Regions from separate parts of the Hordeum vulgare genome. Here region 2 is linked to region 1. Evidence: chromatin contacts called from public Hi-C data. All regions are on one chromosome and are shown on one strand. Each heading gives the region's core, a stretch centred on a gene start, on an enhancer-like site or on the middle of the called end of the contact. The rest is flanking DNA. Distances are from core to core; before and after follow the strand shown.

Region 1 (3,523 bases), core at 87-2,586:
CCCCTGTCCAAACAATAATAGACCATAAAACAACTAACTTCATGGACAGAATTAGCTTCTAATCTGCTATCAACTAACTTCATGGACAGAATTAAACTACTTATTATTACATAGACTAGGACAACTATTTGACACAAAAATCTCTGCATATCATAGAAATATTTGACACAAAAATCTTCAGATAAGCAGGGACACATACCATGCTTGTGAGTTGGAATCGGAAGGCTCTGCCCACAAAGGGCCTTGCGGCCGAGCCAGCCTTGCAGGCTCTGCCCACAAAGGGCCTTCTGGTCGTGGGGGGATCCAGAACCCTTGCAGCGGCGGGGAGACGGGCTAGGGCGGTGGGGGGATGAGATGGGGCGCCTGCAGCGGGAGGAGGTGAGGCGCCGCCGATGGGATGAGATGAGGCGCCGGCGCACGCGTCCTCTTGGACTGCTTGCCCATCTGGCGCGGCAGCCGGCAGCAGGAAGAACCACGGGAGGAGGAGGGGGTGGTGCCGCGGCAACCGGCAGCAGGAAGAACCACGGGAGGAGGAGGGGGTGGTGCCGCGGCAGCAGGAAGATGGTGCCGCGGCAGCCGGAGGGGATGGTGCCGCGGCAGCAGGAGGAGGCGATTTGGGGGGGGAGTTCTGGAAAGATTGGAGGAGATGGTGCAGCGGCAGCACGAAAGATTGGAGGAGATGGTGCAGCGGCAGCAGAAACGCGGGAGGAGGAGGGGATTTGGCGCGCTGGGGGAGGAAGAATAGCGGGAGGAGGCAGAAGCGCGGGAGGAGGAGGAGATTTGGCGCGCTGGGGAGGAAGAATCGCGGGAGGCGAGAGGAGCACCGGATCTGGATCCCCTTCGCTATCGCCAGCGGCCGGCCGTAAACGTGCGCAATTTTCTCGTGGCTTGCGCTGTAGCCCGGCGCTTAACGAAGCGCCCGTTTCCTTCTCTCTCTCTTCTTTTTTTGCTCCAGCTCAGATTTTTGATGACGTGGAATCGCTTACAGCCTGCTGATTAGGCTATTGTACCTGCTCCAAGGCAGTTAACATCTAATCCTAACAGTAGCGACCAAACGAGCAACGCGCCCCGCGCAAAAAAATTCATCCAAAAATCGTTTGGTCCCACTTGCCAGAAACCCACCGATGCGCACGCTCTTCTCGCATTCCCGCATCCCACCTCCTCCTCACGAAAGAAACACACCTTGCCCACCACGTCACCGATCCGCGCCACCCCTCTGCCCCCGCTTCCGCCCATTGATCCCTCATCCGACGGATGGCAGCCCGCATCACGCGGATCGTGGCCGCTCCCTGACCGCAAAGCCAGCGGCTATAAATCCAACTCGCCCCAGAGTGTTCCACCATCGACTCCACCTCTCTCACAAAGACAACTCAACCTCACCGGAGAGAAGCGAGAAGATGTCGGGCCGCGGCAAGGGAGGCAAGGGTCTCGGGAAGGGCGGCGCCAAGCGCCACCGGAAGGTCCTCCGCGACAACATCCAGGGCATCACCAAGCCGGCAATCCGTCGCCTGGCCCGGCGGGGAGGCGTGAAGCGCATTTCGGGGCTCATCTACGAGGAGACCCGCGGCGTCCTCAAGATCTTCCTCGAGAACGTCATCCGCGACGCCGTCACCTACACCGAGCACGCCCGCCGCAAGACCGTCACCGCCATGGACGTCGTCTACGCCCTCAAGCGCCAGGGACGCACCCTCTACGGGTTCGGAGGCTAGGCCACCAACCAGATTAGAGTGTCTAGGGTTCGTGGTCGTTGGTTTAATCGCAGCATCTCGCTGTTGTTTGCTATCTTCTGTAGGATCGAATGGAATGGAATGGAAATTGCTAGTTCATTGTTGAAATCTGTTGAGCCTGTTAAATTCCCCATATACTGTCTGTCTCTCAGCCTTTCTGTGCTCGAATCGGTTTTGTTTGTTCTGGTTCATACAATTCGAACTACTATCTCAACTTTTTAGTCTCTGCAGTGTCAAATGTCCACTCCCAACCCTATCCAAGTTCCAAATCCGTCCAGTGAGGGCTTGCAGGCACCGATCCACCCCGTTGCAGCAGCGGCGGCAGAGGTACTAGCTCCACCAAACCCATCTCCGTTCAGCAATTTTGTCGAGCACCTGAGGTTCATAATGTTTTCCTGGTCACCTTTATTTTTAAGCCATCGCTGTTCATTAGTGTTCCATGTCTGTTTCTGGAGCAGGTCGCGTTGCCGCTGATAACAGAGTAGGAGACAGGTGATCGCGCTGGAGACTTGGGATGTATTAGAAGTTCCTTTTAGCTGTAACTAGAAGTTAGAAATGATGAGACACGAGTAGCTGGCCTGACCTTTTGAATTGTGATGTGATGGATGTTCGCTTGAATGTAAATTTCAGTTGTTTACCTTCAATGCGTATTCTTCATTCTGTTCCCCAATTTTCTGTTCGGTACACCAATTTCTTGTTCTGCTGTTTGCTCTGGTCTTTGACACATGTTACTGTGTTAGGATGTGTGATGAACTAGCTACCGTGTTCACGTCAGGTTACGATTCGAACTGTCTTTGCATTTTGGTATTTTAGCAGTCGAATTCTCACAGGGACAAGTTGCAGAAGCAAAGTTCAGTTCAGAATGCCTTGTGGTTTTGGAAGGCGACGGGGATGGAGCAGCCCTGCTGCTTTACTGCCTTCTCAAAAGTTGCCATGATCAGTTTTTAGCATGTCTGTTCTGATGTATATAACTTTTCTCATTGCTCTACAAACTGTAGGGAGTGGTGTTCTGTATTCAAGTTTTTCTTTATGTACTACGGAGTACTAAGGTAAGTCAGCAGTAATATCCTTCACCCATTTTTTCTCTAATATCATCTTTACCCTTTTATGTTTTCTGCTCGAAGTTTGTGGGTTAGCGTATCTTCTGTAGACTCCATTTTGCTCTTTTGGACTTCTCATACCGTTGCAGGCTTCTCAGTTGGACAATGTTTCCTTTCCTTTCCACAGTGATTAATAGTACTTTTTAATGATTTACTGGACAAGGTACTAAGATCATTTAAAAATAGAACCACTTTATCAGTCACTCCATGGATGTGGTTGAAAACTGTTATTCCTTCACAAAATAAGTAGTGCAAAGTTTGGCCCATATTGATCATAGCGGCAGCAAATTGTATGATGATTTGCTGTGTAGTTCATTTGGCCTGCATGTGACATGTTCGTCATTTACATCACATATTGGGCTGGACAGCAGACTGTTTACCACTGATTCATTTAACAATAACTGACCCATCATTTCTTAGTACTAATTTACACCCGCATTTTAGCTTCGTCATGATCCATTTATTTACCGTTTATATTGAGCCTCACCCTAAGCGGTGATCATTCTGTACACTGTTAAATAACAATGCAGTTTCTCAATCTATGACATAGACTAGCGATATCTGTATATTTAAATGACACACGATAAGTGTTCTTTCAAGTGACTAGCTGTTCCTTGTTTTTTTTTTGAAAGATCCAGCTAGATGCTGGCATATATTAAAACATAGCAGGGAGAAATGCCGTTACAAAAGTGACGA
Region 2 (3,454 bases), core at 3-2,502, 700 kb before region 1:
GCTCTCAAAGACAAGTAATGCATTATCAGTGATTATCCATCCCGGAACAAGGGCACTCTGCTCTAGCGCAATGATATAATCCATAATAGGGCGTAGCCGGTTTTATCAAACACTTTGACACTACCTTATAAATGACGTTGGATAAGCTGATAGGCGGAAACTCTATGAGCCGCTCGGGGTTGTCTATCTTGGGAATGAGAACAATTAAGATGTTGTGCACCCCTTGAGGAATATGCCATTACGAAAAAAAAATCTTGACCCTGTAATTACCTACTCTTTCATAACAATCCAAAAATGTGCATTGAACTATCTTCTTTGGCGCCACGAACCATTCATGTACCGCAAACCTCTGCGTTGCAACGCCGTTTCTTTTTTTCCTTTGAAATGTCAAAGAACATACATTAAGTAGCATAAAACCTTACAAAAACAGTAAAACACTCTTATAAAATCGAGCCAAGAAATATGGTGATCGTAGAATATATTACGATATTTGAAATTTATTATACATTGCACGGAAGCTCTGCAATTACCTGCTCTTTCATAACAATTCATTTTCTTTGAAAAATGTGCACTGAACTATCTTCTTTGGCGCCACGAACCATTCCTGTACCGCAAACCTCTCTGTTGCAACGCCGTTTCTTTTTTCCTTTGAAATGTCAAAGAACATACATTAAGTAGCATAAAACCTTAAAAAACAGTAAAAGGCAAGAAATCCGGTGATCGTAGAATATATTACGATATATGAAATTTATTATACATTCCACGGGAGCTCTAGCAGATCCGTTACATACCGTTATAGCACGATGATAACCAGTTGAGTTGTGGAATCCAGTGGTTGGCAAAGGACTCGACAAAAGATTAGCAATCACGCTCACTGCCGGTGGGCTTCAGCCCAGGGGTCCCACGCTTCAGCGACCTACAAACACAGGGCTTTACAAAGAGACCCCACCCCGCGAATCATCCCTTCCCAGGACAGGAGCATCCAGACGTTGGGCAACAAAGGCGTTCTCCGCCAGCCGATGGAGCTGGCATGTCCGGCCCCACAGGTCAGCGAACAGCACTGCCATCTTACAGAAAAGCCCCCCTAGAATCTCCTGTCTACAAACGAACTCCTCACAGCTGGACCCCACTCTCTAGCAAGGAGAAGCCAGCTGTCCAGGGGCAGGCCGGTAACTCCGCAGGGGCGGACCTGCCAAGTGTGAGCAGGCCGGGTATTCTATTGCGGGAAAAACCAGGGGGGAAAGAGATTTACACATTTCCATCCGAGACCCTGAAAAAAATGCGTCCCCATCAAAACCCTCTCTCCTTCCTTTCCTTGCTGTCTCTCTCTTCCTAAAATTTCTCCCTCTTTCTCTCTCGCCTCACTCTCTCTCGTCTCGTCTCCCCCCACCCCGCTGCCGAATCCCCAACCAAACCCCGCCGTCGCAATCGTCCGCACGCGCGCGCGCGGGTTTCTGTGGACGCCGGCGTCCCCGGCCCGGATTGATCCCGCCGCTCCTCTCCTCTCCTCCTCCCGATTCTCGCCATCCAATCAATCTCTTCCTTTGCTCCCTTCCTTTCCCGGCCGCCTCCTGGTTTCTTGCCGAAATTGCCTGCCACCTGTTTGGACTCTGGAGACGAGGGCGCGCGCATAACTTGCCTCGCCATTGCGGCTGCTCTGCTCAGCCCGGCTGCTTCCTTGGATCTGCTAGCTCGCCCGCGCCGGCCTCCGGGGCGCGCTCCCCCGCTCCAAATCTCGTCCTTGTTTTGGAGGTCCTCCTGTGCGGATGAGGAGGGAATCCTGACTTTTGCTGGGCTCCGGCGGTTCTCTTCCTGGATCCTTGCGGCGGAGGCGTGCCGGGATGGGTTTCTTGATCTGCGCCTGCCTCCTCCAGCTGCTCTTCTTGGGCTCCTCTCCGGTGGCGGCGCAGTCGCCGTCGCCGGCGAGGGCCCTGGACGCAATGCTGCAGGAGTACGCGTACCGGGCCTTCGTCCGGCCGCACACCGGCATTGTCTACAACGGCACCGTGCCTTCGGACCTCGCCGGCGTCGCGGTGTCCGGGCTCCGCCTGCGCAGCGGCAGCCTGCGGAGGAAAGGCTTCTCCAACTACTTCAACTTCAGGATCCCCCCTGGCGTCATCGTGCAGCCGTACGTCGAGAGGGTGGTGCTAGTGTACCACAGCCTGGGCGACCTCTCGGAGAAGTACTACCCGCTCCCCGGCTACACCTATCTCTCGCCCATTCTCGGGCTGCTCGTCTACGACGCTGCCAACTTGTCAGCAGTGGGTTTGTCCGAGCTGAGCATCGTCGCGTCAGGGAGCCCCATTTCTGTGAATTTCAGCAATGTCAGGGCGGTGCCGCCAGGCAGTCCAGCGCCGCAGTGTGTGTGGTTCGATTTGGATGGCGTGCCACAGTTCCGGGCCTTGGAGGCAAACAACGTGTGTGCAACGTATCGCCGAGGGCACTTCTCCATAGTGGTGAACTCCAGTGAGGTTGCTCCTGCTCCAGGTCCTTCAGGCGCAATTGCCCCGCCAATACCGACTGATGGTGGTCGTGATAAGGGTAGTTCGGACGCATGGAAGATTGCCGTCGGCGTTGTTGGGGGTGTCATTGCATTGGGGCTGTTGGCTTTGCTTCTGGTATGTTTCCTCAGATATAAAAAGGAAAAGAAGATGGAGGTTATGGAACGAAATGCAGAGGTCGGGGAGACTTTGCGCATGGCGCAGGTTGGGCGGACGCAAGCGCCTGTAGCGTTCGGAACGCGAACAAAACCTGTGATTGAGAGTGAGTATGTTGCCTAGTTGATTTTTGGTGTTTTGCAGAATTCAGGCAACAGCAGCAATGCTCTAAGATGATGCCCTGAGATGTGGAATTGTCCACCGGTCAGTTGAGGCAGAAAGCATTCCATATCAGTGAGGGTGCTGTGAATTGCTAGGTTTAGGGTTCAGCTGCTGCTCCTTGCGGGTAGCAAATTCTTTTGGCGGTTCTTATTAGGACTTGAATTGTTCTGCAATGGTTACTGTTGATGTTCATAGTCGCCTGTTCCTTGTTGGGTTCGTCTGCAAGCAAGCAATGGAGAAGAGATATTTATCATGCCAGATTTGGAATCCTTTGATTATTTTTTCATTGGTGTATTCAAAAGGAAAATGGGCCTGGCAATAAAGCAGGTAATATTCATTGAACATGAGATTGTGCTATTCCAGTGAACTTCATACAGGCTCCAATTCAATTCCATTTTGGTGCCTTTTAGCTTCTCCTGTTTGGACACATGTTTAATACAATGTAAATGTTTACTCATTTAGTTTGGTTTGGTAACTAATCTGCTTATTTAGATTTCAGTGTTGCTTGTTTTAACATGCAGTCTGTATGCAGTTAGAACTTCCCTTTTTCTTCTCAGAAAGGTTCTCATTTCTAGCTGTACCTTATTGATGACCGAACCTTGTGATTTAACATGCAGTCTGTGTGCAGTGAGAAC

Evidence for each region. Hi-C and Micro-C count contacts between places; a contact is called where the count stands out from the background.
Region 2: a Hi-C map of seedling shows a contact between it and region 1, with 4 times the contacts expected there. The contact joins the promoter of LOC123448087 here to the promoter of LOC123448084 in region 1. A contact is called at or near these places in 1 of 6 Hi-C or Micro-C datasets (seedling) and 1 of 1 datasets of contacts at active chromatin or transcription factors (embryo).

What each region holds. Positions count from the first base shown.
Region 1 is chr4H:117,812,255-117,815,777 of MorexV3_pseudomolecules_assembly, reverse strand. LOC123448084 (histone H4) reads left to right here and starts at 1,336. Exons shown (of 1, transcript XM_045124854.1): 1 at 1,336-1,835. The coding sequence starts at 1,398. The coding sequence ends at 1,709. It overlaps LOC123448083, which reads right to left and starts at 327. Exons shown (of 5, transcript XM_045124853.1): 1 at 200-327; 2 at 1-3.
Region 2 is chr4H:118,512,445-118,515,898 of MorexV3_pseudomolecules_assembly, reverse strand. It overlaps LOC123448087, which reads left to right and starts at 1,252. Exons shown (of 1, transcript XM_045124856.1): 1 at 1,252-3,161. The coding sequence starts at 1,842. The coding sequence ends at 2,780.